Regions from separate parts of the Mus musculus genome. Here regions 1, 2, 4, 5 and 6 are each linked to region 3. Evidence: chromatin contacts called from public HiCAR-type and promoter capture Hi-C data. All regions are on one chromosome and are shown on one strand. The core of a region is the stretch at or near the end of the contact, and the rest is flanking DNA. Distances in the headings are between cores, read along the strand shown.

What was found. Promoter capture Hi-C pulls out the DNA fragments that hold promoters and counts their contacts. HiCAR-type assays count read pairs that join an accessible place to other places.
Region 1: a contact with region 3 is called in a promoter capture Hi-C map of pre-B cells, with 2.3 times the contacts expected there. The contact joins the promoter of Vps54 here to the promoter of 1700030C12Rik in region 3. A contact is called at or near these places in 3 of 39 promoter capture datasets (hippocampal neurons, liver and pre-B cells).
Region 2: a contact with region 3 is called in a HiCAR-type map of astrocytes, with 2.7 times the contacts expected there. The contact joins the promoter of Aftph here to the promoter of 1700030C12Rik in region 3. A contact is called at or near these places in 2 of 39 promoter capture datasets (liver and pre-B cells), 1 of 115 datasets of contacts at active chromatin or transcription factors (astrocytes) and 1 of 9 other capture datasets (liver).
Region 4: a contact with region 3 is called in a promoter capture Hi-C map of liver, with 2.3 times the contacts expected there. The contact joins the promoter of Ugp2 here to the promoter of 1700030C12Rik in region 3. A contact is called at or near these places in 2 of 39 promoter capture datasets (liver and pre-B cells), 1 of 484 Hi-C or Micro-C datasets (uterus), 1 of 115 datasets of contacts at active chromatin or transcription factors (astrocytes) and 1 of 9 other capture datasets (adipose tissue).
Region 5: a contact with region 3 is called in a promoter capture Hi-C map of hippocampal neurons, with 2.6 times the contacts expected there. The contact joins the promoter of 5730522E02Rik here to the promoter of 1700030C12Rik in region 3. A contact is called at or near these places in 4 of 39 promoter capture datasets (hippocampal neurons, liver, pre-B cells and 1 more).
Region 6: a promoter capture Hi-C map of pre-B cells shows a contact between it and region 3, with 5 times the contacts expected there. The contact joins the promoter of Fancl here to the promoter of 1700030C12Rik in region 3. A contact is called at or near these places in 2 of 39 promoter capture datasets (cranial neural crest and pre-B cells) and 1 of 484 Hi-C or Micro-C datasets (CD4 T cells).

What each region holds. Positions count from the first base shown.
Region 1 is chr11:21,236,200-21,240,698 of GRCm38.p6, reverse strand. Vps54 (VPS54 GARP complex subunit) reads right to left here and starts at 1,667. Exons shown (of 23, transcript NM_139061.5): 1 at 1,328-1,667.
Region 2 is chr11:20,738,931-20,743,416 of GRCm38.p6, reverse strand. Aftph (aftiphilin) reads left to right here and starts at 1,861. Exons shown (of 10, transcript NM_001290545.1): 1 at 1,861-2,111. Gm46272 (predicted gene, 46272) reads right to left here and starts at 2,785. Exons shown (of 1, transcript NR_168691.1): 1 at 28-2,785.
Region 3 is chr11:23,496,268-23,500,606 of GRCm38.p6, reverse strand. It overlaps 1700030C12Rik (RIKEN cDNA 1700030C12 gene), which reads right to left and starts at 2,846. Exons shown (of 3, transcript NR_166706.1): 1 at 2,696-2,846; 2 at 2,022-2,145; 3 at 944-1,221. Ahsa2 (AHA1, activator of heat shock protein ATPase 2) reads left to right here and starts at 2,568. Exons shown (of 9, transcript NM_172391.4): 1 at 2,568-2,832; 2 at 3,726-3,916. The coding sequence starts at 2,753.
Region 4 is chr11:21,369,335-21,373,999 of GRCm38.p6, reverse strand. It overlaps Ugp2 (UDP-glucose pyrophosphorylase 2), which reads left to right and starts at 3,371. Exons shown (of 10, transcript NM_139297.6): 1 at 3,371-3,813. The coding sequence starts at 3,795.
Region 5 is chr11:26,207,829-26,212,295 of GRCm38.p6, reverse strand. It overlaps 5730522E02Rik (RIKEN cDNA 5730522E02 gene), which reads left to right and starts at 1,720. Exons shown (of 6, transcript NR_027973.1): 1 at 1,720-1,805.
Region 6 is chr11:26,385,152-26,389,578 of GRCm38.p6, reverse strand. It overlaps Fancl (Fanconi anemia, complementation group L), which reads right to left and starts at 2,495. Exons shown (of 14, transcript NM_025923.3): 1 at 2,269-2,495. The coding sequence starts at 2,364.

The sequences.
Region 1 (4,499 bases), core at 418-2,917, 2.3 Mb after region 3:
ATACATGCAAATTTAATCCTCTGTTCCTAGTAAACTCTAGATAACTTTGCCAGTTATAATTTTGAAAACAATGAAAAACATTTTAGAAAGCCAAATGCTGTAGCAGCAATACCACAAGAACAAATTATATGAGTGTCAACAACAACACACGGATAGTGTGTACAGTTTTACTGTGAACAGACTGGTACTTATAGTAACAGTTCTAAGGTTGCCAGAACACAGTTTAAAACTAGCCAAAAGACAATACAAAAGTTAGCATCTAACATCCTAAACTACAACTATCAAGTACAAAGTGACCAATTTTACCTAATGATAATTAGTGTAGAGCACCAATACCCACTTCTAGGAAACCCAACTCACTGTACTACATACAGTCAGACATATCCTATCATTACATCTGTTCCAGCCAAACTGCTAGGGAGTCAAATAGTTTTCCAATTAGAGCTCCCATTTATAAAACTCAATGCCCATCAAGACCTGCAGCATAAGTTATCACCTTCTTCTCCATATACCACAAACAGCGTATCATAATATCCCCTGCCCGCTGAACATGTATTAAGACTGACCTGAGTTTGAGAACCCGAAATTAAATCAATTAGAAAACAGAAGTAGCCCAATTTAATTCTTCGAAAGTAAAAGACGTCTCTATAAGGACCAAAAACCAAACTTGGTTAAAAAGGTATTTTAAGAAACACTTTGTAACTCTAATAGGCCAAAATTCTTTAAAAAAAAAAAAAAAAAAGTCACCCTAAGCCATACACGGACAGGCCAAGTAGCTAATTATAATGGTCAGGCAAAAGTTCCCAGACAACCCACAGGGAACAGGGAAGGCCTGTCTTTGTATCCCTGCAGACAGCAGTTAGCAAAACTGAAAGAAATAAAATAATTTAAACTACAATGCAAAACTGCACAATGCCGAGTTCTTCTTTGGTTTAGTATTCTCGGGCGGGGGGGTGGGGGGGCGGTGTTTTTATTCTAGAAGGCTCCAAGAGGGGTTCAGGCCTGGCTGAAAGGAGACAGGGAAAGTTTGGGCTCCGCGTCTACAAGGACTGATGGAAGTTGCTGGTCCCGGATTCCGGAGAGGGGCGAGGGGACTGGGGCGGCACCTGCGGACGCCGGCCGGGGCTGGGGCACAGCTGCCGGCCCGGATCCTGGGAGTGCCGAGAAGGAAGTGGTGGTGGCGGGGAGGATGAAGCTTCGGCTCGGTCACCGGCTCCGAAACTCTGTCAGCTCCAAGCCCCGAGGAGACGGAGGGGGTGGGGTCCCGCCGCCCCGCCGGTCACCGGGTCGGGGGAGGGTGGCCGCGAAGCGCGGGCCCGGCACCTACCTGCGGTCCCGGGCGGCAGCCCCAGACGAGGCCTAGTGCACCGCCGCCTCCATCCCTCCACGTCGCGCCGAGACTGCTGCTCCGCGGCCGCCGCCGCCCTGCGCGCCGGGTCCGAGCCCGGTTCCCGCCTCCGCCCCGCGCCTGCTGGCCGGCGGGCCCGGGAGCACAGGGCCGCCCTCTCGAGCCCAGCGCCGCTCGGGGGCAGAGCGGCCGCGGCGGGCCCCTCACGTCTCGCCCGGGTGTCCTGTCAGCCAGCAGTCTCCCCCGGGTCCGCAGCGCCGCCTCCGCCGCTGCTGCCGCCGCCTCTCCCACATCCCCGGCCTCCAGGGGAGCCGCCGCCGCGCCGCGACCACCGCCCCCGGCGCCTCAGCTCCCCACGCCGCCGCCCGCCTCACGCCACCGGCCCGGCGCGGCTGGGTCCGCGGAGAGCGTGCAGCAGGCCGCCGCCGCCGCCAGGCCGCCGCAGCCCCCAGCCCACAATCCACCGCGGCGTCGCCGGGGCGGGAGGGCCGCGGCCAGACCGGGAGTCGCCGCGCAGCTCCGACAGGGCCTGGCGCGGCCGCCGCAGAGCTAGCGACCCCAGAGCGGGGACGACCCCGCGTGGCTGCCCCGTGCCTCCCCCTGTCGTCCTCGTAAAGGCAGGAGTCGTCTCGGATCTGCGCTCCAGCTCGCACGGTTCCCCCCCCCCGCCCAGGTTGTCCAAAGAAGCCGAGCGTTGCCTTCCGCCTTCCCTGGCGAGCGGGCGGGAGCGGACCCCTCGCCCCCCAGACCAACTGACTCCCGGCCGCTTACACCCACTAAAGCCCTAGCTTCCGCCTGCCCTGACTCCCTCAGCCCCTCATAGTAAACAAACATGGCTCCGTCTCCAAAATTAATGCCTTTCAAAGGTGAAAGGTCAACTCCAGATACCCCACTGGCCTCCAGCACTTAAGGCCTTTTGAGGCTACCCTGTCCCCCCAGTTCCTGGCTTCCAATCACCTGTCACATTTCTCAGGCGCATAAGTCAGTTGTCCCTGCCCTTTAAAAATCTGAAAAACTTGGGTGTGTGTGCTTATTATTAAAATCTATTTGTGATTCCTAACAGCATTTCCAATTAGGCTGAGTTCAGAGAGAATTGTGATCTTACTAGTAAAATTACCATCTGCAAGATAGGGTGTCTTAGACTACAATATGTTTATAAGTCTCCAATCACCTTTGGTTGATTCAGGAGTCTTGAGACTCAGAGCCACCAAGGTCTGGAAAAATAAGAAAAAAAGTCTTAATTACTTGAGGGTCTTTCTTAACTTTATGAAGATTTTATTCCATTTTGGAACTGTTTAGCCTACAAATAAGTTTCATGCATTTCAAAAGTCTGTTTTACAAAGCAAAAGTGAAAATGTAACTCAGTAGTTAACTGGAAAAAGAAACTGATGCAAGTCTTGGTCTTAGTAAGTCATTGAAAATTGCTAACAGCTTTTGTTAATTTACTCACCAAAAAGGTATGGTTGGTCAGGCAGTGGTGGCGCATGCCTTTAATCCTAGCACTTGGGAGGCAGAGGCAGGCAGATTTCTGAGTTTTGAGGCCAGCCTGGCCAGCCTGGTCTACAGAGTTCCAGGGCAGCCAGGGCTACACAGAGAAGCCCTGTCTAAAAAAAAAAAAAAAAAAAAAAAACAAGAAAAAAAAAAAAAGGTATGGTTGAAGGACAGAAAGGACACAGAGAAAGGAAAACACAAAAGATTAGCCAAAAGAAAAGTCCTGCGCTATATTTTTCTGAATTCAACTCTTTACAATGGAGCCAGGCACAATGGAGCAGTCCTGTAATCCCAGCATTTTGGAGTAGAGACTTGAGGATCAGGAGTTCAAAGCCACCCTCAGAGTCCACATGGGACACTCAAGGCCTGCCTGGGTAATGTGAGACTATCTCAAAAAGAAAAGAGGAAAAAAAAAAAAAAAACTCTACAATAAAGAGGGTAAGAATACATCCAACAAATAATAAATACATGTTCTAGTTTGCTTCTCCATTGCTGTGGTAAAACACCAAGACCAAAAACAACTTGAAGAGAAAAGGGTTTATTTCTTCTCTCAACTCCGAGGTCATAGTGTCACTGAGGGAAGTCAGAGCAAAGAGTCAACCGGAAACAGAGACCTGAGAACACTATTGCTGCCTGGCTTCTATCCCAGAGCTTGCTCTGCTTGCTTTTTTATCCCACTCAGGACCATTTGCACCACCATAGTTAGCCCAGCTCTCGCACATCAGTCATTAAGGGAGGAAATGTCTCACAGACTTGCCTTTAGGCCACAAGGTGAAGGCAATCCCTCAGTCAGGCGTCCTTCTTCCCAGATGACTCTTGCTTATGTCAAGTTAGAAAAAACTAACAAGTTTTCTAATTATAAAAAAGATTTTTAATCCTTTTGGAGGGGGTTGTTGAGGCAGTGTATAGCCTGTCTGTCCTGAATCTTACTCTGTAGCCCAGGCTAGCTTCAAACCTGGAGATTCACCTGCCTCTGCCTCCCAAGTGCAACCACCACCTGGCTTTAAAGTCCTCTTAAATCTTTGATTTCTTGTAAAAACAAGAAAAGTTTACACAGAAACATCATTGAGGTAATCTTAATGTGCACTGTGTAAAACTTGTCTTTGTATCATTCAAATGGTGATTTCTGTAGAGACAGAGAGTTGAATACTGGCTGAATTTTGTTATGGTTATTTTTACGGATCATAAAATGCCTCAGTATTTTGTAAATATACACTTCCTTTACCTTCTGATTGGCTTAATAAAAAGCTGACAACCAATAGCTGAGGCAGGAGAGGAAAGGCAGAAGTTCCAGGCAAAAAGAGTGTCTCTGAGGAACAACTGAGAAGGGAGGATTTGCCAGCAGGAAGACGATGCCAGGACTGAATGAGGGGTAATGGGCCACATGGCAAACATGGACTAGAATAGTCGAGTTAATTTAAGTTAGAGGAGCTAGCTGGGAAGTAACCAGCCAGCTAAGGCCTAAGCTATAATAAATAATAAGTCTTTGTATCATTATTCGGGAGCTGGCTGGTCTGAGACATTTCTGGCAATAGTCCATTACCAGGGTTTGGGGGTGAAGAAATCTGAACAAGAAAGTGGTCAATGAACCACCTTTACATTTAAATAAATGAAATTTTGTGGTTTGTCACACAACATAGTAGCCATAGTTAACAGCATA
Region 2 (4,486 bases), core at 612-3,111, 2.8 Mb after region 3:
TACAATGTAACATTTGACTAAAAGGGGTAATATAAGTATAAACTTTACTATTTATTATGATTTCAGTTGTTTAACAAGGCTGAATAGGAGAAAAAATTAGAAGTGGTCAGGCGTTTTTCTTTTCTTGATGCCAAATGTCATAATCACATGTAAGAGTATCCAATTACAGGTAGGTTGATTGTGCTCCCAAGTCATTTGAACAAATAGCTACTCAGCTTCCATGGATTTAAAAAAAAAAAAATTAAGTAAACAGAGTTAGCCTCTTCACTTACCTAACAAAGATAATCATTTGGTAATCATATAATTTGTGAAATCGGGAAGATACTTTCCCAAACTGCACGGTTTCCTTTTAATGTTTAGAATCACTATATTAAACATTTTTGATTGGTTTAAATTATTTGAAAATCATCATTCAAACGTTTCCTTCGGATCTTAGTCAGTACTTATTTGGTAGATTTATCAAGTGAAAACAAACATATGTTTGTCTGAAATAAATTAATTTTCAGTTTTACACGCATTTTTTTTTACTTTCATTCTCAGACAATAAACATGTTTTACAGTGACATACTTTTTTTTTTTAATTTGCACACGAGCTACACCAGCAGGGGGCGAAATACAAAAGGAATAAATTTGACAAGCCATATAGATTTTTCTCACTTCAGTGACTGGCCAATAACAAAAATATTCAGCATAACCACAAAGCAGCAATGCAGTCTCTGTTATCTTGCAATGACTGAATTGTGAGGAGACAAATGAGGGTCTATTTTAGTTCTTCAAGTTAATTTGTCTAGAACATTGCAGAGGCAGGATAAACCATGATGAATTGCTATTGTCCTTATCTTTTTCAACGTGTGTAATTCCTCCAGTCAAAGGGCTAGACAGTTCTCTGAGATGACGGGTGTTTTCAGTCCTTGTTCCTTTCGGTTACTGCTGAGCTTTGCGGTTTGGGAACTATTTTAAATAATTCAGCGTGGGCAGAAAGAGAACCCGGCAGGGCTCAGGGTTTGTAGGGTAGAGTCCAGGGTTCACCGTCTGAGACAGGAATAAAAATCCTGCAGCTTTGTCTGAGTTTTACAGTGGAATGGTTTCTAACAGAGTCATAATAAAGGACGGGGAGATGTTATTAAAAAAAGACCAATTGCTCAGGAACCGATGGAAACAAAAACCTCTTATGACCTCTATTGTATAGAATCGCTCAAATGCACAAGTTGATTGGAAAGATGTATGAAAATGATCATCTTCTCCAAACACCAACACAATTCTGGACTGATTTTTGTAGAAGACCATTTGTTAGTTTGCCTGCTGACTTCTCGTCTTAAGTAGGACAATCACTTCTCGTTTGTTAAATAACAGCTTCCTCTTTTGTTGGCTTACATAAAAAGGGAAGGGAATGAAAGTCTTTTATTCCGGGCAAAAAGGACAAGCTGCTGAATGTTGTCCAGCCGGTTTTTCAGCAGAGATCTGGTTCCGTATTTCCATACGTCTGCAGTTTTATTCCAAGGCGGAACTTAACCCTCTCCCCGGCTCATCGGGAAAGTACTGGGCGGAGAGAAGCTCAGGTCTGTGGCCCGGAGCGCTGCCTCAGAGGGTCGGGAGGGGAGGGAGGACGTCCCCAGCCCACACTTCAGTGAGTACGGAAAAAAGACCGTTTGCCCGCAACCAAAATGGCGAACGTCGTTCCACACGACGGCGCCTGCGCAGAAGTAAGAAGTCTGTGACACTAATTCCCCTGGAGTGTCCTCCCCCACCCCGGCACCCACCAGCGCCCGGCCCCGACCTAGCCACCTGCGCCCGGAAGTGACGTATGGACAGCAGCGGTTCCCCGCTGCATGATGGGAGAGTGTGTGGAGTGGGCGGGGGTCTCCGCGGAGGAGGAGGAGGCGGAGGCGGCGGCGGCGGCGGAAGAGGGCGGAGGGTAGTGGGATGGGGGTCCCGCGGCAGCGCTGAAACTCCGGGTGGGCGTCCATGGCGCCGCGCCGCTGACAGGGCTGGGAACAGCTCCCCTTCCGCCCTCACCAGCTCAGCGTCCGAGTAACCGGTCCTTCCCCGGGGAGCCAGTTCCTCCCCGGGCCGCCGAGCCATGCCCATCGCGGCCGCCCGGGACGAGCCAGGTGAGTGCTGCCGCCGCGCTCCCGGGGTGCGGAGGACCCGGCCCGGCTAGTCGCCCCGGCCTGGAGCGCCTGCCCGCGTCGGCCCGCGTGCGGGCCTGCGAGCTCCGGCGCGGGCTCTGCTCTTCTCCGCGGGTGCGGAACGCCGCTGGCAGCGCCCGAAGCCGAGTGGCACGGCGCTCGGCATCCCAGGCTCGGCCGAGGAGAGCCAGCCGTGCCCTCCCGGCCGCCGTGGCCCGCCCTGCCTCTCGCCGTCCACCCGCCCCGAGCTGCGCGCCGGGGTTCCCTCCCGGCCGCTGTGTAGAAGTTTGGGGCTCCGCTCCGGCGTCCTCCTGCTCCCACCTCCCTCGTGACAGGTGTAAACACTGTCTGCCTCGCGGAGGCCCGAGGCCGGCTGCTGCAGGACTGTGCCGCCTCGAAGGGTCTCTGAATGCTCCAACGGACAGAGACGGCCCAGAGCTGTGTCCCTTGCGGAGAGGACCTTTTAGGCACTCCTCAGGAAATTATCTGTGTCTTCTCCCTCCTTGCGTCCGAAAGTTGAGCCATTATTCTTTAAGCTCCCGACGTGGCAGGTGCTGCCGGGGACAGAGGGTGAACGGTGGTGGGTTCTTTTTCCCTTTGGAAACGGAGACTAGTTGTGCTTCCTACCGCCCCCACCTTGTTGGTTTATTCAAGTTATAGCGTGATGTCCCTCTGAATCTGAATCTGTTGCGGTTGAGGAAAGAACTGACTCATACATGTAAATATTAACGGGGAGGGGGCAGGGAGCGTCAAAGGAGCGTTGGTTCTGTTTCAGAGTTCTTACTAAAAGAAGTAAAACTTTACTCAAACTTCAGGGCATAAATATCTTTCACGAGGTGTTTTTTTTGCGGGGGGGGGATAGTGGTGGGGATAGGAACTTTGGAAAGGTTCAAATCAGATTTTACATTTGTTGAACTATTAGAGAAATATATACTAAACTCTAGGGGGAACTCTGCTTCAACTCTAATGCGTTGATATAAGCAGCCTAGTTTACCATATTTTATAAGTTTCTAAACGTTGGCATTTGTAGGGATCATTTTTAACACTCTCCAGAAGTGTATTTGTTAAAACAAAGTACCTATGGTAGCCATATACATGGATATCTCTCACACGAATAGCAAGTTAGATCCAGCATTGTAATTTCTAGATCAGTAAATAGCACTTACTAGATTCTTATTAGATATAGTGTATCAGATTTATCTATTGATGTTTAGAGACATATTTTTAAATCATTAAAAAGCTCCTGGAAAAAATTTAATAAGACTCATAATATGTAGGGCACTTGAATTTAATGTTATCTGATCTTTTGACCTAGAAGCTATAATGAAAATAATTCCACAAAGATATATCCATAATGGCATTGGTAAATTTTGTAGAACCCAATTGTCTATGAAAACTCACAATCTAGGTGATTCTACTATAAAACATTATTTTAAAGTTATTTTTAAGCTGTCCTGCTTATAGTTAATAAAAAGCTAGATGCAAAAAGCTGTGAAAGTTGAGTACTTGTAGTTTATTTTTTGTGAAATCTAATTGAAAAGGAATTATTAAATAGCATTTCATTGAGGAATTGACAAGCCTTCCCCTCAAGTCTCATAGCAGTCTCTTGCATATTTAGATACTTTAAAACCCTCAAGAATTATCTAAGTTAAATGTTTATGTTCTAATTTAATGTTACCAGCAGTTTGTTTTTAGTTTTTGAGGCAGGTTTCATGTAGCTCATATGTAGCTGAAGCTACCTTCAAATTCCTTATCTTCCTGTCTCTGCATCTCAAGCACTTGGATATATGCCATCATGTCCAGCTTTCATCAATTTGTAGATTAAAAAATAAAAGCCTTTTCTCTTTAAGCACTTTCAGTTCCTTGTTATGTAGGTCAAAAAGACTTCACAATCTAAACTTCATTTTTGTTTTTTTGGTTTTGGTTTTGGTTTTTTTAATGTGATTTTGAAAACATTCAGCAACCGAATTTTATGTATGGTATTTTGGTAATTAACTTTTCTAATTTAGTATATGCATGTGTATGTGCATACACTTTTGCAGCTTTGTATAACAATTGCTAACATTGATACATATTGCTTCCTGTAAGCTACATCCTTACACTTTTCCGTTTGTTTTGTGTTGCTGAGGCATGAACTCAGGGCCCTATGCATTCTAGGCAGGCACTGTACCAGTGAGCCGGGTCCCTAGCCCAACAAGATACTTTAAAAATGTTTTCATGAGTCAGTGAGATGGTTGAGTGAATTAAAGGTACTTGCTGCCAAGCCTGATGTGACTTGAGTTTGATTCCTAAGACCCATATGGTGGAAGGAGAGAACCAACTTCTGCAGGGTGTCCTCTAGCCCTCCAAATGCGTGC
Region 3 (4,339 bases), core at 1,597-4,096:
ATGGGGCAAGAAAAAGGCAAGAGAGCGAGTGAGAGAGCAAGTGAGGTGAATGCGGAGAGTGAATGAAGAGTGAGTGAAGAGAGAATGTGAGGTGTGTATGGAAAATGTGTGTGGGAGTGAAAGGAAAGTGTGTGTGCAATGCTTGTGGAGGGTGTGTGTGAGAGTAAAAGGGGAACACACAGAGGTGTGTGTGAGTGTGAGAGTTCAAGAAAAGAAAAGCACACAGAAGAAAAGCAGAATACACAATTGAATGCAGAGTGTGTGCCGCCTCAAGCTGCGAGCGAGTGGGAGAGAGAGAGAGAGCAGGGAATGAGAGAGAAGAAAACCTTTAAGCCTTGAAAAGTTGCCTGCCAGCTTGTACTCAGAGTGAATAGAGTAGTCTGTGTCTATTCACTATGAATCTTCCAGTAGAGAACTCCGATCCTGTGTTGAGGCTGGACCCTGACAAAGACTCAAGACCAATGAAGCACCCTGTCCATTGAGTCCTATACTCTCTCCAAACATCACGTGTCCCCTCAGGCGTCTTGCCTGAGTCTGCATCATATGACTGACTTCTTCACATATCAAACTTGCTTTTTCACTAGAATGTAGTGATTTTTCACACATGATAAAGATTATATACACGATGTACGTAGAAGCCGTCTTATTCCTGGGGTCCACATGATGGAAGCAGAGAACTGACTCTGGGACGCTGTCCTCTGTCCTCCACACCTCAACTGTGGACTGTGGATGAGTGTGAACAAACTCACAATAATAGACGAAACAAAGAATCTAAAAGCGCCTGGCGTGGTGGCGCACGCCTTTAATCCCAGCACTCAGGAGGCAGAGGCAGGCAGATTTCTGAGTTTGAGGCCGGCTTGGTCTACAGAGTGAGTTCCAGGTCAGCCAGGACTACACAGAGAAACCCTGTCTTGAAAAACCAAAAAAAAAAAAAAACTAAAAGCACAATTATCAAGCCCATGTTTTGGAGAAGGACACAAATTCAGTCTGTTTACACCAAACAATTACAGTTTAAGGGTACACCCCTCTGCCTCCCACCAGCACCCAGTGAGCCTCGTGTGACTCCACTTTTCATGTCCTGAAATCATGGCTTCCTTCCCACTGCAGCCCACTGTCCAGGTCATCTCTCTTCCATCTGTGGCTGGACTTCTTCCCCTTTGATCAGCTGTCTTCAGACTCACTGCCAGGCAAGGATTTTCTTTTTCCATTGTTTTATCATTTCTTGAAAATTAAAGAAAGCTTCAATTAACTTTGGACATCTGAAATTGCTTAAATGTCTCAATTATTGTTATGGTCTATAAATGCCCCCCCCAGGGGGTGTGGGAACACCATGGTTTTGTTCACTAGCTATTGACCCAGTACTTTTTCTAGGACAGTTTCTTTCGGGGCCACCTTCCCCACTCTTTTACTTTTTCCATTGTTTCTTTCCCATTTTTGCAATGTCTTATTGGAGGTCATTTTTAAATCGCAGATCTGAAGAGTGCTTCAGGGTCCATTGGTCTCCTAGACTCACAATCGAGTTACATTCCAGTAAATTTATTTCTACTGGGAGTAGTTCTTGTATATTTTGGTATTTATACATTTTAGTGATTGTAGCAGCTTCTACCCTCAGAAGTCTTATTTTCTGTCAGGTTCAAATGAACATATCTAAATCTTATCATGAAATGTTTTATCAGGAGCAAACAGAAGAACTGGATGAAAAGTAGGCACACAAAGTACACGCCAATCATCGCTAGAGTCTTGCCTTCTGTCAGCTGTGCCTTTGGTATGATCAGTTGAACTAACAATGCCGTTTGATTTGGGGGGGGGGGTCACAGCATTGCTTCAGCAGTTTGAATGATGTAACTTCTCGAAGAACACATCGAAATGCAATAGCTCCAATAAACACCATAGCCCTTTCAGCTTGTTTTGCTGATAAGCAGACCACTGAATGGCAAGTGCACAGAGCAGCCAGGTCCTTCCCCATCTCCCATTGAACTACCTATTTTATTTGTTAAAATAATCTCCTAAGAAACACTTTCCAGATGGTGGCTTCAGTTTTTGCTAGAAGGTGAAAAACGATGGAAAGAATTAATAAACCCTTATTGTAACTGTATCCACAATCCCAGGCACTTGCAAGCACGATCTTTTGTCTCTAGAGGATCACTGCATGGAAAAAAAAAAAGCATTCTTTCAGTAAACCCTCGCGGGCCTCTGCTTAGGGACCTGCGCAGCTCCCATCCCAAGGGCCTCAGAAAATGGACAACCCGCTCTGGTACGAGCCCTGGGCGGAGTCTCGGTCGTTCGTAGAAAGCCCTGGCCAGAAGCCTCGCTGGGCAGCAGGAGCCAGCGGCAAGAACAAGGCGAACCAGGGGTTACAAAGCGGAGGGCTAGGGCCAGGGCGGAGCCTTAGGACCGGGGGGCGGGGCGAAGTCGGGGAGGAGCCTAGCAGAAGACAGCGCCAGGAGGCATAGGGCGGGGTCTTAGGGCAGAGAGGCGGGGCGAAGTCGGGGGTGGGGTGGGGGAGAAGCCTGCAGAGGGCGGCGCCCAGAGGTGTGGCATATTGGGGGCGTAACCGGGCTTGGGGCAGAGTCGATGTGGGGTGGAGCTGGCTGCGGGGAGCGGACAGCGGGGGGCGGGGCAGGCTGTGGCCGGGGCGGCCCGGGGCGGGGACTTCTGGCACTTTCTGGGAGCTGCGGGCGATCGGCTCACAGACCTTCTGGCCGGAAACCCGCGCGCTCCCGCTACCAGGGCCGTCGTCGTCAGCGCCGCCATGGCCAAGTGGGGCCAGGGGGACCCGCGCTGGATCGTGGAGGAGCGGGAGGACGGGACCAACGTGAACAACTGGCACTGGTGCGGTGGGCCCCGGGCGCGAGCAGGCGGGCGGGCTCCTGGGAGGGCCGCGCGGCGCCGCAGCACGGCTGCCCGTGGCGGGAGACGGTTCCTAACTGCGCTGGTCCTACGGCTTCAGGCTCCTCCTGAAGTTGGGCGAGCTCCAGAAGGGACTTCTGTCTCACCCTACCGGACAGCTGTGCCTCGGTCGCCCCTCACCCAGCCATCCTCGGCCTTGAGATGCGTAGTGCGCGTGCGTGCGCCGACGGTGCTGTGTCCGTGTGCAGTAGGAAGGCAGGGACTTGGATCTCACTTTCTTTGCTTTGTCTCAGTTTGCACTAGTTATCTGCCCCCCTTTGTGTCTCAGGAATACCGGGAGATGTCTGCCTCTTTGGCGGGCATTGGGGAAAGCTGAGGGAAGCAGAGCCCAGACTGCACCATAAGATGACTTAGCTGTCCTGAAAGAATTATGTTCTAGGCTGGATTCTATGATTAGGACACTGACGTCTCAGGCTGCTCTTTGTCCCCTTAGATGAGAACATTAGAGAGAATGCATAAGATAAATATGGAAATGCCAGATAACTGATATTGTGGTTAAGGCTATTTAAATGACTACCACCGTTACAGGTGGCCGCAGCTTAGCCAATCCATTTCCTGGGGTGGAGATTGCTGGACCCTTTTCCCCGGGGCCATTGTTTTTAAGATTACCCATTATTATATGGTGAATAATAGTGTCTTAAGAAACTGAGCAACAGGCTTAGAAGATACCTAGTAGAAACCTCGTCAGAGAAGCACATTTGCGAGTTGGAGGCTGCTTGAATACCAGGACTCACCTGGTCTGGGTTTGGATGGCATCCTGGCTGCTCAGATGGAGACCAGCTGGGCCATTCACCTGTCTTTCTATTCTCTGGCAGGACAGAGCGGGATGCCACCATTTGGTCCAAGGGGAAGCTCCGAGAGCTCCTGGTTGGCATTGCTATGGAGAATGAGGCTGGCCGATGTGAGATCAGTGAGTTGAAACAGGTGGAAGGTGAGGCTTCATGTAACAGCCGCAAAGGGAAGCTTATTTTCTTCTATGAGTGGAACATCAAGCTGGCCTGGAAAGGTAATGGGGGTCCTGGCAAGAGGCAGGTTGGGGACACCCTGTGTACAGTCTTAACGTTTAGTAGCAGTAGCTGATGTTCGGATGTGCTTGGTGTTGCTATGTTCTGAAAGCTGCACTTCACTACTCTAGATGCCTGAGGGGCAGTTCTTTCTCAGTTAAGCCCTTTTACCAGCATCTGTGACTAGGGCCTTAATGCAGCTGCCACCTGCCACCCTTCCTCCACAGATGCCTGCTTCCCTTAAAAATGTTTAATTATTTCAAAACTTAAAAAATTATTTCTGTGTGTGTGCGCACATACTTGGGTGTCGTAGCACGTGTAGAAGGCAGAGTTGGTTGGTAGCAAGTGCTTTTGCCTCTTGCTAGCTTATCTTTGTTGTCTTAATTCTATTATGTGTGTGGGCATGTGTGCCATGGTGGGCATGT
Region 4 (4,665 bases), core at 2,122-4,621, 2.1 Mb after region 3:
TTTAATCCCCATTACCAAGAAAAAAAAAATCCCAAACAACTAAAAACAACAAAACCTCACCTTAATATCCCTTATTAGATAATGCTCATGGTAAGCAGCTAATACAGCTTATTAAATCATCAAGATGTTGTATTTGCTGCTCTTACATACTTCGTCCCACATTCATATTCTAGATGAAAAGCATAGAAACTAAGAGTCATTACTTCTAAATATGAATTAACGGTTCTTGTATAGTAGAGACCAGGATACAATACTGTGAATGAAAAGATGTAACAACACCAAATCTATCACTCAATACACACTTATGGAATATTTTCCATGTAGCAAATACTGACAAACACTACATCTAAAGAGGCAGCAAAGATTATGCTCAAAAACAAGGAAGCAGGCATTGGGTTTGTTGTTGTTAGAGTGTTATTGTATAGGAGCTATGGCTGAGGCTAGTGGCAGGGTTCTTAAGTAGCATGGCTGAGGCTGTGGGTTTGCTCACAAGGCATAAGACCAGTTAAAACAAAGTTTTGCTTTGTTTTGTGTGTTTTTCTGTTTTCCTATGGGGAAGTAGGAAGATGGACTGAAGTAAATTAGAGGCAGGACTTCTGTGGCCCTTGGGGGACAGCACAGCTCACCAGAAACTGGCGTCCAGGTGTCTATTCTGTTTGTTACCTCACCTGACCTCTTTATCTGTAATCTGACTTGGGGGAAAAGTGGTCAGGGTCTGCAGAGATGCCTTAGTAGTTAAGAGCACTAGCTCTTACAGAGTACCTTGGTTGGGTTCCTAGCACAGAGTGATTCATAACCTTCTTTAATTCCAGGTCTAGGGGATCCCATGACCTCTTCTGGCCTCTACAGGCACCAGACACAAACATGGCGCACTCAATACACGTAAAATAAAAATTCTTAAAAGAAAAAAATCAAACAGAAGAGACTCCCCATTCCGACCCCATCCCATGGCTATCCCCACCCCCAGGTGTGTGTGTGTGTGTGTGTGTGTGTGAGAGAGAGAGAGAGAGAGAGAGAGAGAGAGAGAGAGAGAGAGAGAGCTGAATGTAAAGAGAGAAACAAACAATTGGTTTATGGTCCTGAAGAGCCTCAGGTTTTACATCCCTATCCCGTGATTTGTCAGCTGAGCTATTTTCCTCATTCTTAAGGAGTGAGATACTCTATCTGAAGATCTGGAATTTAAATTCAAGCCCCTCTCTAAAGAAATTTCATTTGCAAGGCACTATATAAACATAGCATTTAGAAATGTGGTTTCTCTGGTGCTTCTGGCCAAGAGTCAGCCCCTCACTATAAAGTTAACCACGGAAGATGGGTAATGGTTTACTTTCTGGGGACTTGTTTTAAAGTAGTGAATGCCCAACATTCTTTGTGTCCTTTGTGTCAGTAGTTACTCAATCATAAATCAAGATGCCAATTCTTAGGAACTACCAAATGTTTTTGCTAGATTTAAAGATCGTTTCTCCCCTTGTTAATCTTCTGTGGAAGTCAAAAATAACTGGCCATTCTATTATATAATAAGCCTGGGAAAGTTAAAGATTCCTTGTTGCACGTAAGTTTTTGCAGGCTGACTTACATGAGGAGCCCCAGGTCTTTGGTTCTGTTTTAGTGCTTACACTGACTGATAAATATAGTTCATTCACTGCTGGAACAATTTCTCTACTGTTCAGAGAGGATGTAGAGTCTAAGCAAAAACTCCAGAGCAAGTGTCGTTATTAAACTGACGTCATTTGTTATTTTAGAAATTTTTTTCATTTGGAGAAAGTTATTTTCTTAGCTGAGATATTTGGATGCCTAAGGTTTTTGGATTCTACATAAGCAACATGAACACTATCTTTTCCTGTGTTGTTTAATAACATTTCCATATGAACCCAAAGGACTGAATAATGAAAGCTCTCTCTTTTCTAGAGAATAATTTAGAAATTCTCATTTACCTTGGCTGAATAATGTTGTACATTTCAAACCCTTCTGGAAGTGCTTGGTTACAGAACTGACAAACCAAGTAGGGTAACGCGAGAATGTTAAAGAAGACAGGCAGTCTTACAGGCTTAAATGGTTGGCAAGACTAGCTGTGATTGGGCACACCTCAGGGAGTCCCCAGACGGGTGCCAACGTTCTGGCTTTTAACTTCATCTTTCTTTTGGAGACTTCAAGATCTATCATCAGCATCTTAAGGATAATAAGTCATTTTCACTTTGGCTAGAAAAGTAAACGCCCAATTCCAGCACAAACGTGCCCAGGAGTGGGATTCGAGGCAAGGCGAATAGTGATGGCTCTTTCTGGAGAGCCTTTATTTGGCATTCCCTTCGACGCCCCCAGGCCCTCCTCCTGTTGGTGAGCCACACACATCCCATCCCTTTACTTGATTCTGAAAAGGTTGCCTTAACCCTCCTCAAACCCTAATTGGTGGCAGAGCCTTTGGGTCCTCTTGAGAAGAGCCTGGTGTCCCTGAGGAAGGGGAGTTCAAGGTTTCCTCAACGGGCAAATTCTGGTGGAGTGCAAACACAAGCACACGCTTCGGTTTTCTCACACGCTCGTGGCATCTGCAAACAGCAAGCAGAGACAGACGTGCTTGGCACCGTGCTGCTGCCTGTGCAGCTCCCACGCGTGGGATTCCCGCCTTCGCTTCTGCGCCCGCCTCCCTCGGGCCTCGAACGCCCCGCCCCCTGCCACCTCCGCGTGTCTCATTGGCCAGGTCCTTAGGCAAACTTCGGCTCCGGACTGGCGGCTGTGCCTGTCGCTCTGAGCAGTAGGGACATTTCCGCATTGGGAGGGGGGAAGGAGGGGGAGGGGAGGTGTGTGGCGAAAGTGGGGGCTCCGGTGTCCGGAGGCGGCGGGCTGGAGGGTCAGGGGCTGCGCACGCTGGCGCCAGGCTCCAGGTGTTTGCGTGTGACGGGAGCGGAGGGGAGGTCGCCTCGGCCACGCTCGTGCAGCGTGCGAGACCTGATTCCAGGCCCCCAACTTCTCAGCCCTCGAGGGAATAGGAAGGTGGGTGTCGCTTAAGGGGCGGGCCGGGCTCCGAGCGACCTCCTTGTGGGGTCCTGCTCCGAAAGGCGTGGCCGGGGGCCGACAGTGGGGCGTGGAAGAGTAGGGGGCGGGCGGGCGGGCGGGCGAGGGCGTGTCAGGGAGGGCCAGGCCTCCCGGGGGGTCTGGGCGGCCAGGCCCGGGGGGCAGGGAGGGGGCGAGCCGGGCCCTGGTGTGGAGCGGCTGCGTAGGGGAGGGCGGCCAGTGGAGGCCGCGGGCAGCTGTCTGCCCGAGTGCGGAATTCGCAGCATCTCCGAGTCCCGGCTATTTATGGGCTGGAGAAAAGGTTGCGTTGCCCCTTCGCCGGCCTCCCCGCCTCCCGATCTACACGGGGCGCCAGCAGCTCGCCGCTGGACGGCCGCCGGCGAGGGGCCTCGGGGTGCGGCCGGGGGCCTGCGGCAGTCCTGCCCTAGAGGGCGTGGAGACCGGAGGGCGGTGAAGCGGCTCTAGGTCCGCCTCTCCATTGATGAAATTTAAGTTCGTCTGGTTTTACCTTTTCCGGAGTCTCCAGTCGTCCCCTGTTGGTGTCGGGATCGCTGAGTAGCCTGGAGTTCCCTCCCAAGCTGAGTCGGTCCCACCAAGTTTTCCGTCTTCAGGATTTTTCTTTTTAAAGACTAGTTTTGATTTTTTTTCCCCCCGAATTCTTCTTTAAGTAGTTAAACATCGGAGGAGAAAGAACACTTCGGTTGCAGGGAAGGGAGAGAGACCTTCCTTACAACGTAGATTCTAGAAATTGAAAATTATAAGCCAGATTATTTTAATAAGATCCTAAAATGTCGAGATTTGTACAAGGTAAGACATTTTGCTTTCTGTCTCTTGGCTGCTTCGTCCGATTTTGAATATTGGTAGTCTCTAAGTAAGTGGGTAGTTTGTAACTGGAAGTGTTCATTTGTGATACCGTTTGCCAGACCTTTTTGGTTAAATTGGTATTTAAGCTGCTTTGCGCCACTTATTGGGTTGGCATTTCATATACGTGTTTGTATGCCTCTGCGCCCTGCAGGGGTTATTTCTACCTTCTAAAATCAGTTTTAATAGTATTCTGACATCGTGGATAGTAATTGTAAAAATCAAAACAGGATTTTTGACTGCTGATTAATTCTTGTTCCCTTCTTGCACTCGATGATAAGTTAGTTATCTTTGTGGGACAAGGAAACCCAGAGGGCTAGGGACAGGCAGATGCGTTTGTCAAGACTAGTAGGAAGCTCTCCACTTCTTTTCTGTGTGTACGTGGATTGAGTCTCAGAGTAATTTATTGCGAAATCAGTAGTTTGTAGACACTGGAGGTCATACCAGTCAGAGAAATGACTTTGCTGCAGTGCTCTTAGCTTTTTCTTTTTTAATATAGAAAGATTATGCTTTCTTTAAATTTGAAAATTACCATTCAAATCTGTATATGTGTAAATAATGCATTTAGCAAATACCCCTCAACCAAGCTGTAGTATTGCAATTGGGTGCTGCCTTAAACTTCTGTCACAAAACTGTATAGAGTTTGCCTATAAGAAGCCTTTCCTTCCAGACCCCAGTGTGTGAAAGCTTCAGCCATCTTGCTTAATACATGCAGTAAAGTTTGCAACCGCTTCACGTGATCCTCAGTGACTGTCCATGCACCTTTCCCCTTTCCTTTTAAAGTTATGCTAGGGATGT
Region 5 (4,467 bases), core at 471-2,970, 2.7 Mb before region 3:
AGAGTTTATTCAGCTTACACTTTCCACATTGCTGTTGATCACCAAAGGATGTAGGACTGGAACTCAAGCAGGTCAGGAAGCAGGAGCTGATACATAGGCCATGGAGCGATATTATTTACTGGCTGGCTTCCCCTAGCTTGCTCAGCCTGCTCTCTTATAGAACCAAGACTACCAGCCCAGAGATGGTCCCACTCACAAGGGGCCCTTCCCCCTTGATCACTAGTTGAGAAAATGCCCCACAGCTGGATCTCATGGAGGCATTTCCCCAACGGAAGCTCCTTTCTCTGTGATAACCCCAGCTTATGTCAAGTTGACACTCAAAATTAGCCAGTAGAGAAGCCAAGAGGAGAAACTTCCTTGGGGAAGTGTAAGTGAGCATGTGTTTCATAAAGTTAGATTTAAGGTAGAATTTGGGGAAACACTAAAAACTGTGGTGAGATTGTTAACAACCATCATATGTAGGGGAAAATGATTCCAACTTGGGATGAATCTTTCTGAAAGAATGGATTAACGTAATGCGTGCTGGGGGCTTTCTCCTTTCTTGACAATATGATTTCATCTACTTTTAGTCCAAATGCTTACCTGCCTACTAACTGATCATAGGGTTAGGACATGGAAAGCAACTAACCAAATAAACATTATTTGTTTGTCTTGATTGGATATGGCTCTTGTCCCCATATAATCTGTATGTTATCTGTAAATGTCTGATCCAAACTTATGGGCGATATTTTTGAGTCCTCTATAGAAAAAAAAAGAAACATGGGTAAGGCAGTAACTTTTTGTAATGAGACTGATACAAGAATAACATAAAAGGTGGATTTTACAGCAAGATATGGATAATAATTCGAACACTGAAAGGTTTTGGTCTCAACATTGTAGTATGGATAGAAGTGAGAATGGAAGACTAGCCTTTTCAATGAGGCCATAAGCCTAGACATAAATTTCTTTCAGATTTATTTCCCCAAATTTATTTATTTATTTCCCCAAATCACATCACTCTAAGCCAACTAATGTCTGTATTAACTATAGTCAAAACTAGTATTTAATGCACACTTAACCAGATATGGAACATGGGCTTAAGTTTTTCTTCCCATACTAACATATGTTTCTAAAGTTTTAAACTCATTCTATACTTGGACAATAGTGTCCCAGGCACTAGTACTTTCAGAAATGGCAAGCTGAGCCCTCAAGCTCCTGTGGGACTTCCCATGGTCTAGTTTGAATTTTGTTTTGTTTTGTTTTGGTGGAGTTGAAGTAGCTCCAGAAGGTCACTTGGAGTGACCATATGCCCCTTGGTTCAGCAGTCCTTCCATAGCCTGACAGGACTTATATTTGAGGTTTTCGAAGTAAACGTAGATAGTTCCTGTGGAGTCCATATGTGCCAGAGAACTTGGGTGGCTAAGAATTTGGCGGGAAGAAAGGGGTGAGCAGAGGTACATGTTCTGGCACTTTCCACGGAGGCTACTCTCCTGCGTGGGGGAGGGTGAGAAGCACCCACCCCCACCCCCAGCAAGTACACCTCAGCCGAGATTTGGGGATCGCCTCACCTGTATTTACAAACCCACCACCGCGTTCCCCGCACCGTGCACCCGCAACTTCGCCTTCCACAGCTAGCCGCAGCAGAGCCGAACAGACCGAGAGGGAAAGACAGACAAATCGGCGCGAGCGAGCGCGGGGACCGGGCAGCGGGGAGCGCGAGCGCGGGACGAGCGCGGGTTCAATTAGCGAAACAAAGCAATCATGGCGGAGCGAGCACACCGGGCTGCGCGCCCCGAGGACTCGGCGACCGCCCCGCGCCCTGGCCGGTAAGTGACGCGGCGCCACGCGGCCTCCGCGCTCGCTCCCGCCGCCCGCGCCCCCGCGCCGCCCCCGCCTCCGCCCCGCGCAGCTGGCGCCGCCGCCGCGAGGCCCTGCGACCGCGGGCGCCCTGGGCCCTCCGCCTCCGCAGGGGCTCGCCTGCCCCTGCTGTTCCGCCGTCCCCGCCGCCCCGAGCTGTGGCCCGGAGCCCGCTGAGCGCCGCTGTACGCGCAGGGTGCCTGCACCCCTCGGCTCGCCGCCCCCACGGCGGCCTCCCTCTGGCCTGATCCCCGCCTCCCGTCCCTAATCTGGCCCCCTCGCTTCCCCTATTTCCCTCGCGTCCCCCAAACTGGCCTCGGGCCTGAGTGGGTGCAAGCAGTCACCGCCCACTGGCCAACCAAAGAAGGACTCTGCACCCTCGCCTCTGTGGCCCCAGGGTTCACTTTTCCAACCAAGGGACATAACTCTTGCTCCTGCCCAGGCTCTTAGGCTAGTGTCTTTGTGAGGAGGTTGGTGCAGCCCTTTTAGAAGATAGGAAAACAAAGGCGACAGGTAGGGAAACATACAAGGCGCTGTCACCAACAACGGAGAGGCTCTCTGTTCTCAGAAAAGAGGGTTTTCTTTAAGGAATCCTTCAAGCACCGTGCGTATAGCTGACATATCTCCTGTTTAGAGATAAAAAGCAATCCTTGGGTCTGTCAAGCTCTCAATTTTCCTGTCCACAGACCCCATTTAATGTTTAGTGGGTCCAGTTGTTTGCCTTTTTCCTTTTACTTGTTCAGCCTTTTCGGGACCTTAGTTAATCCTGTGCCTATCTCTGTCCTGTTTGGGGGAGAAATGACAGCGGATGGTGTCTGCTGGGCAGAGAAGGGCATCTGTTTGCTTCTATGTGTCTTTTGAGTCTGACATCTCACTGCTGACAGGTTACTCTGCAGATTATGGAACAGTGAATTGCTTTATCATCCAGAAAGAAAATGCTGATGACGTTAAAATAGTCTTGTATTGTTATTGCAATTGCATATAGTTTTTTTTTTTTTTTAACAAATAAGATCCAATGGAATTAATCATTTATTTTTGCTGGGGATTGAACCCAGGGCCTTGTGCATACTACTCAAGTGCTCCTCCACCCCTGAGCTATACTCCAAGCCATAAAGTGTCTAATCATAATTTTTATTACACTTCTTGCTGGCCCATCTGGAATAAGACATAGTCTAATCCCCCCCCCCTTTTCTCTTGAAGGTGGCAAAAATTCTAATTGATACTCATTTAATAGATTAACTTGCAAAAATCATATAAAGGTTGAACAAAGCAACCATGCATGCTTCAGCCAAAGTCAGTTCTTTTTTGATAAAGCAAGATTTACTTCCCAGTGGTTCATTGACACTCAATCCTTCACCTTACCGTGTTGCTTCTCAGGTCCTTTTTTTTGGGGGGGGGGTGGTGTCTGGAGGGTGGCAATGGAAATTTCCAAAACTAAGATTTACTTTCTCAATGGGACAGGAACTGACCGGTGACAAACCTTTGTTAACTCAGCCCAGGACTTGCTGGAGATGGCAGCTCAGTGAAGACTGTTCATGTTTATTTTTCACAGTTGTGTGGACATAAGAAAAACAAAGCTGGTGCTTCATACGGAGCTACTACCAGATACTTCCCACACTAGTTAGCTCGAGATTCCATTACTCAGTAGCCCTGAACTCCTTCTCACAAATGGATTTTATGTTGACTTCCTGCTCATACCGTGTCAGAGATCATCAACCTGGGAAGAAGTGCTTTGGCTTCTAAAGTGATGTTAGTGGAGGCAAAAAGATCAGCCTTGGGATTATAGATCTTGCTGACCCATTAAGGGTCAGTAAATTAGTAGACTACTTGAGTTGACACTTCTGATCTCAACTTAATGGGTTGATTAACTTATGACTCTATCTTCATTATGGGCTATTAGCACATTGCTAAACTGGATCTTGGACTTAGGAATTGTTTTTAAGTTTATGTTTTTGCTCTCAAGGTTAATCAATATTCATTATGGTTTTAGTTTTTTATTTTTTTTAACCAAAAGGTTAGCTAGATCCTTCTATAAAAAAAGATATTCAATACATTTATGAGTTGAGGTTGCAAAACTGTCTGGCTAAGGAATTTACAACATGCAAAAGGATACACAATAAGAGGTGGCATCATAAAGAGGAAATACACACGACATGCACATGTTAAGGGCTTCTTGCTCATCATCAGAACCTCCACCCTCTTATCTTTCTGTGTGCCTTTCTGTTATGGTCACAGTAAATCATGACATTCAGACCTCCATTGAAGGCTTGTGGGGCTGCCAGCTAGGGACAGTGAAAACCTAGGCTTTGCCTCAAGATGCCTTGTGAGGAATATTTTTTTGTGATCGGCATATCTTAGAATCAGTCTGTAGACTACACTATTAAATCTATAGAGTATATATTTTTTCCTGCCTTTCTTGAAATTTGTAACACATTCCAAGGTCATTGTAATCCTGGTGATTTGGGAATCATCAGTAATCATTCTGTAATCTCAGCAGTTGGCAATTAATATATTAGTAATGCTGGTGAAATCACTAGAGAAAGTTAAAGTTTATCCACTCAGCCACACAATTAATTGAGAGGTATGTACAGTGTTTTAGGTGGAACCTCACTGGAACTGAGTCGGTTGGCT
Region 6 (4,427 bases), core at 1,246-3,745, 2.9 Mb before region 3:
ATTGAAAATCTGAAATATACAAAACCAATGCAGAGACCCACAGCCAAATATCAGATGGAACTTGGGAGTCTTGTGAAAGAGTTGGAGGAAGGATTGTGGGACTTGGAGGTACAGAGACTCAGGTCTCCACAAGAAAACCAAAAGGTTCAACCAACCTGGACCCTTGGGGGGCTCCAAGAGACTGAACCACCAACCAAAGGGCATACATGGGCTGGATCTAGGCCTCCATACACACATGTTTAAGAAAAGTGCAGCTTGGTCTTCACATGAGTCCCTCAACAACTGGAAAGAGTCCTGCCCCTGACTCTGCTGCCAGCCTGTGGATCCTGTTCCCTTAACTGAGTTGCCTTGTCTGATGTCAGTGGGAGACAATGTGTCTAGTCCTGCAATGGCTTCAGGTAGGTGCCGGGTGGGCTGGTTCCTGGGCAGAAGGGAGCAGCTCCCCTCCTCAGAGGAGAAGAGGAGGGGGGGGGGCTATGGGGGGGATGGGGAGAGTAATCAGGATGTAAAGTAAGTGAAGAAATAAATAAATAAATAAATAAATGGGAAAAATGGAACTAAAATGAATGAATGAATGAATGAATGAATGAATATGCAGTATATAAGTGAATGTGTAATGGCCCAAAGAACCTCACCGAAAAGTACTCGTTAATTTCAAAAGAAGATCTGGCAGAAGCCACACTAACCTAGTAACTGGCATTATTAATATCAACACTGGGAGTAGTTGACTTCATGTGCCTTGAAGGGAACACAGGACAGTTTCTGGGATGCCCCTGCCCAAACACATTCCCAGAATTCAATGGTGAGAAAATATCAAACCTAATAAGCTTAACTCTTAAAAATAAAATTCAAGTTAATAAAAACACAGACTAAGAACTGCTCCAAAAGAAGAGATAAGATAATTAAATACTCCATGAAATTTTACACCGCATAGCAGTTGTAGTAACTGTACTGAGGTTAGGTTTGAGTGGACCCTTGTTTTATGAAATGAGTGCTAAATTATTTAGAGATAAAACAGCAAGAAACGTATCTATGATTTAATCTCAAAGGGTAAGGTAAGTGTGTGCACAGGACCAACCACAATCACACTCAGGATAAAATCAGTTGTGCTGGATAGCTTTTAGACAGTGCTTAAGACTCAAAGGCATGCTTAAGGAATAAAAAATTAGAAATTACCTACATCGAAGGCTAACGTATTTCCGGTCTAATCTTATGGCTATAATTGTTTTCTAAAGTGCTATTGGAGATACAGACAAGTGATGTGAAACACTTGTTTCTGCCTGTCCTGTGCAACACTTGCCTGGCATGTGAATGGCTGCAGGTTCAATTCCCAGAACAGATGTGCACATGCATGCGCACAAATTCATTCTCTCTCTCTCTCTCTCTCTCTCTCTCTCTCTCTCTCTCTCTCACGTTTCTGAATGTTTCTGTAAATGTGAAAAACATTTTAACTGGATATTTCAACAGTTAAGCAAAAGGTGGCTAACTCATTTCCATCTATAATAAATTTTAGCCATTCTTTAAAGGTTCACATGGTTTGAAAATCCCTAAGGAAGTCCATGCTTCCTGTGTGTATATTTATCACAGAGAATTTTCTTAACTCCCAGGAATGTTTAGGGACAAGTGTTACTATTTAGAAAATCTGGTATCTGCTCAGCATTCTAGAGGTTGTTGCTTCAACACACGTGGAAATTAATGACTCCTGTCATTAAAGGGCAAGTTACACGTAGCTGAGTTTAATATTCAGAGGAAAAGTCCATAGTCAAAATCTTAAATTAAGGTAATTTGTTGTACCATGGGGGGGGGGGGGGGGGGGCCCGCTGGGGTGAGATTTTCTAAACAGTAAGAGTTTCAGAGGTAACTGACACCATCATAGTCAAGGTAGTCTCTCTAGATTTCCCAGGATCTGATTTCAACTATAAAATAATGGGGTTTGGATTTTTCTGTTTGTGTAGGTTCGGCTTAATAGTGGACCCTGAGTGCTCTATAAATCAAAATCGTAAGTGTAGTAACACACCGCCGTGATGAACTCTGGTTAAGACCTACAGAACTGCACCTCCCTCTTCCACCACCAGCCAGGCACCGGCGAGCCGCCCCGCCCACCCTGTGTCGCGCGGCGTCGCCACCTAGCGACCGCGCATGCGCAGAGTATCGGCGCTACTTCTCCAGGCTCTGCTACACTCTCCCAGCCAGGCAGCCGGAGACGCCGCGGTCAGGCTTTGCCACGAGTGACAGGCTCTCGCGCGACAGAACGACCCCTCAGGGTACCTGAGCCGAAATGAATCCCTCATACACAGTTTTCTCCCGGTTCTGAGGAAGTAGCAGCGGGAAATGGCGCAACAGGCTTGCTTCTGCTTCGTCCATGGCGCACAGGAATGGCCGCCGCACATGCGCAGTCTGCAAAGGGACGGGGCGGAAACCCGCTTCGGCGGGAAAAACTAACTGGTGGGTACGCTGCCCTGACCTGGACAATGAACTGGGCCAACTGGTCTGCTTAGTAGCAGGAGAAAGCAGGAGAAAGGAAGATCACTCACAAGTCCACAGGCCTGACGGTTCAGGATTATTCTGACCTTGACTGTCAAAAAATAAAACTAGCAAAATCCTCTTGTTGATTTCATTGAAGACTGATGCAACTCCAAAGCTGACTTTCCTACTTTGACAGGGCATTTACAGTGTGCCCATAGCATACTGTTTTTACCCTGAACCTGCCCCATCACCTCTCCTGTTCTTGCGTTTGCTCTGGACTAGATCTCCTGTATACTCCCAGTATACCCTTCAACCAAATGCATATGTAAATAAATTGTACATTCAATACATCATGTATATTGTATGCTGATTCAGTGTTGTACTGTTTTTAATTAGATATATTTAAAGGAAGCCCATAGAAATTGTGAGAGATTCAATTTATTCTTGAGGTGGTAGACTGACAAAATTTCCTATACATTCTGGTAACTTAGAAATGGTTACTCATTCACTCATTTCTAAATATAGATTTAAGAAAACGTGGGGGGAGGGGGTGTTGATTGTGTAAGAAACTTGTTAATAGTTACCATATGATAATTTGGCATTAGAATAAGTCACTTTTGATTCTACTATTTTTAAGATCACTGTAATATGTTAGTAAGTAAGATTGTGCAAAGATGAATAAGATATTCTTCCTATTCTTATTGCCCTCATTGAAGATTGGATTTTAAAAGATTAATAGATTGGCAGAATTTGTCACAATATTCTGAATGCTTGAAGAACACAAGAATGTTGTACTTGTTACACTAAGACTGTGGTTCGCAACCTTCTTAGTGACCCCCCCCAACCATAAAATTATGTTGTTGCTTCTTTGTAACCGTAATTTTGCTACTGTTATGAATCACAATTTAAGTGTTTTTGGAGAACCAGTATGATAAGACTTTCTCAAAATGTGACTCAGATTGCAGTGTTGTCAGCACTAAAAAAAAAAAAAAAAAAAAAAGGTACACAACTTTATACAAGTGTTACAGCTCTGAGGAGAAAGGTTTCCCCAATGCAAGTGTTGCAACTCTGAGGAGAAAGGTATCCTGGCAGTCTGGAGCCAAAGAATATTACACAATCCCACAATACAACAGACCTCACACAAGAAGATTATTAGAAAAAATACAGGAGGATGGCTGCATCTGCTTGGGGAAAAAGCAGCAAAGAACTAAGCTAGAAACAGGCTTTACACAGGGATTCTTTGGGAGTTTTTCAGGGTGGGGATTGGTGGGACTCCAAGTTTGAGTTTTAGGCTATCTCAGGGATTGGTGGGTTTTCAAGCAAAGGGATTGGTAAGTGAGCTAGGACACTTTTTTTTACCATACAATTAAGGAAACAAAAGTTTACCACTGAGGGATTCGGGGCATACAACCTTGGCATTTGAATAAACAACAAAACCTAGATCAATCCAATCACCTCTGGCCCCCCACAGCAGCTCCTGAAATACTCACTTCAGATTGCCTTCTTTATGCCTGGAATAAACAACTCTCCCTGACTCTGAAGAGGCAAGGACAGGGAAAAGAAGCTACATATGAATTGCTAAAATTGCCCCAGTTTGTAACTATTAGATCATACCTCCTTAGTATAGTCATACTGTCTTATTAAAAAAAAAAAAAAAAAAAAAAAAAGGTTTCTATGTTGCATTGAATCTCAGTTTGTTAGTTTTATATGCCATAGAAATTGTACTAAACAAATTTTATGCTTTTGTTAATTTGTCTGAAAATTTATGTACTCTTTTATTTTTCTGGATTTTCATCATGTATCATTTTAACCCAGCATTAATTCCTCATGTCCTCCTAAAGTGTCTGAAATAGAATTTTTTTCTCAGCTCATGCTAAATAGAAATGAAATGCAAAAGAAAACAACTTTACCCATGGGAAACTTGTACAACGTTTTAAAGGCTTTTTTACTGTTTAACTTAT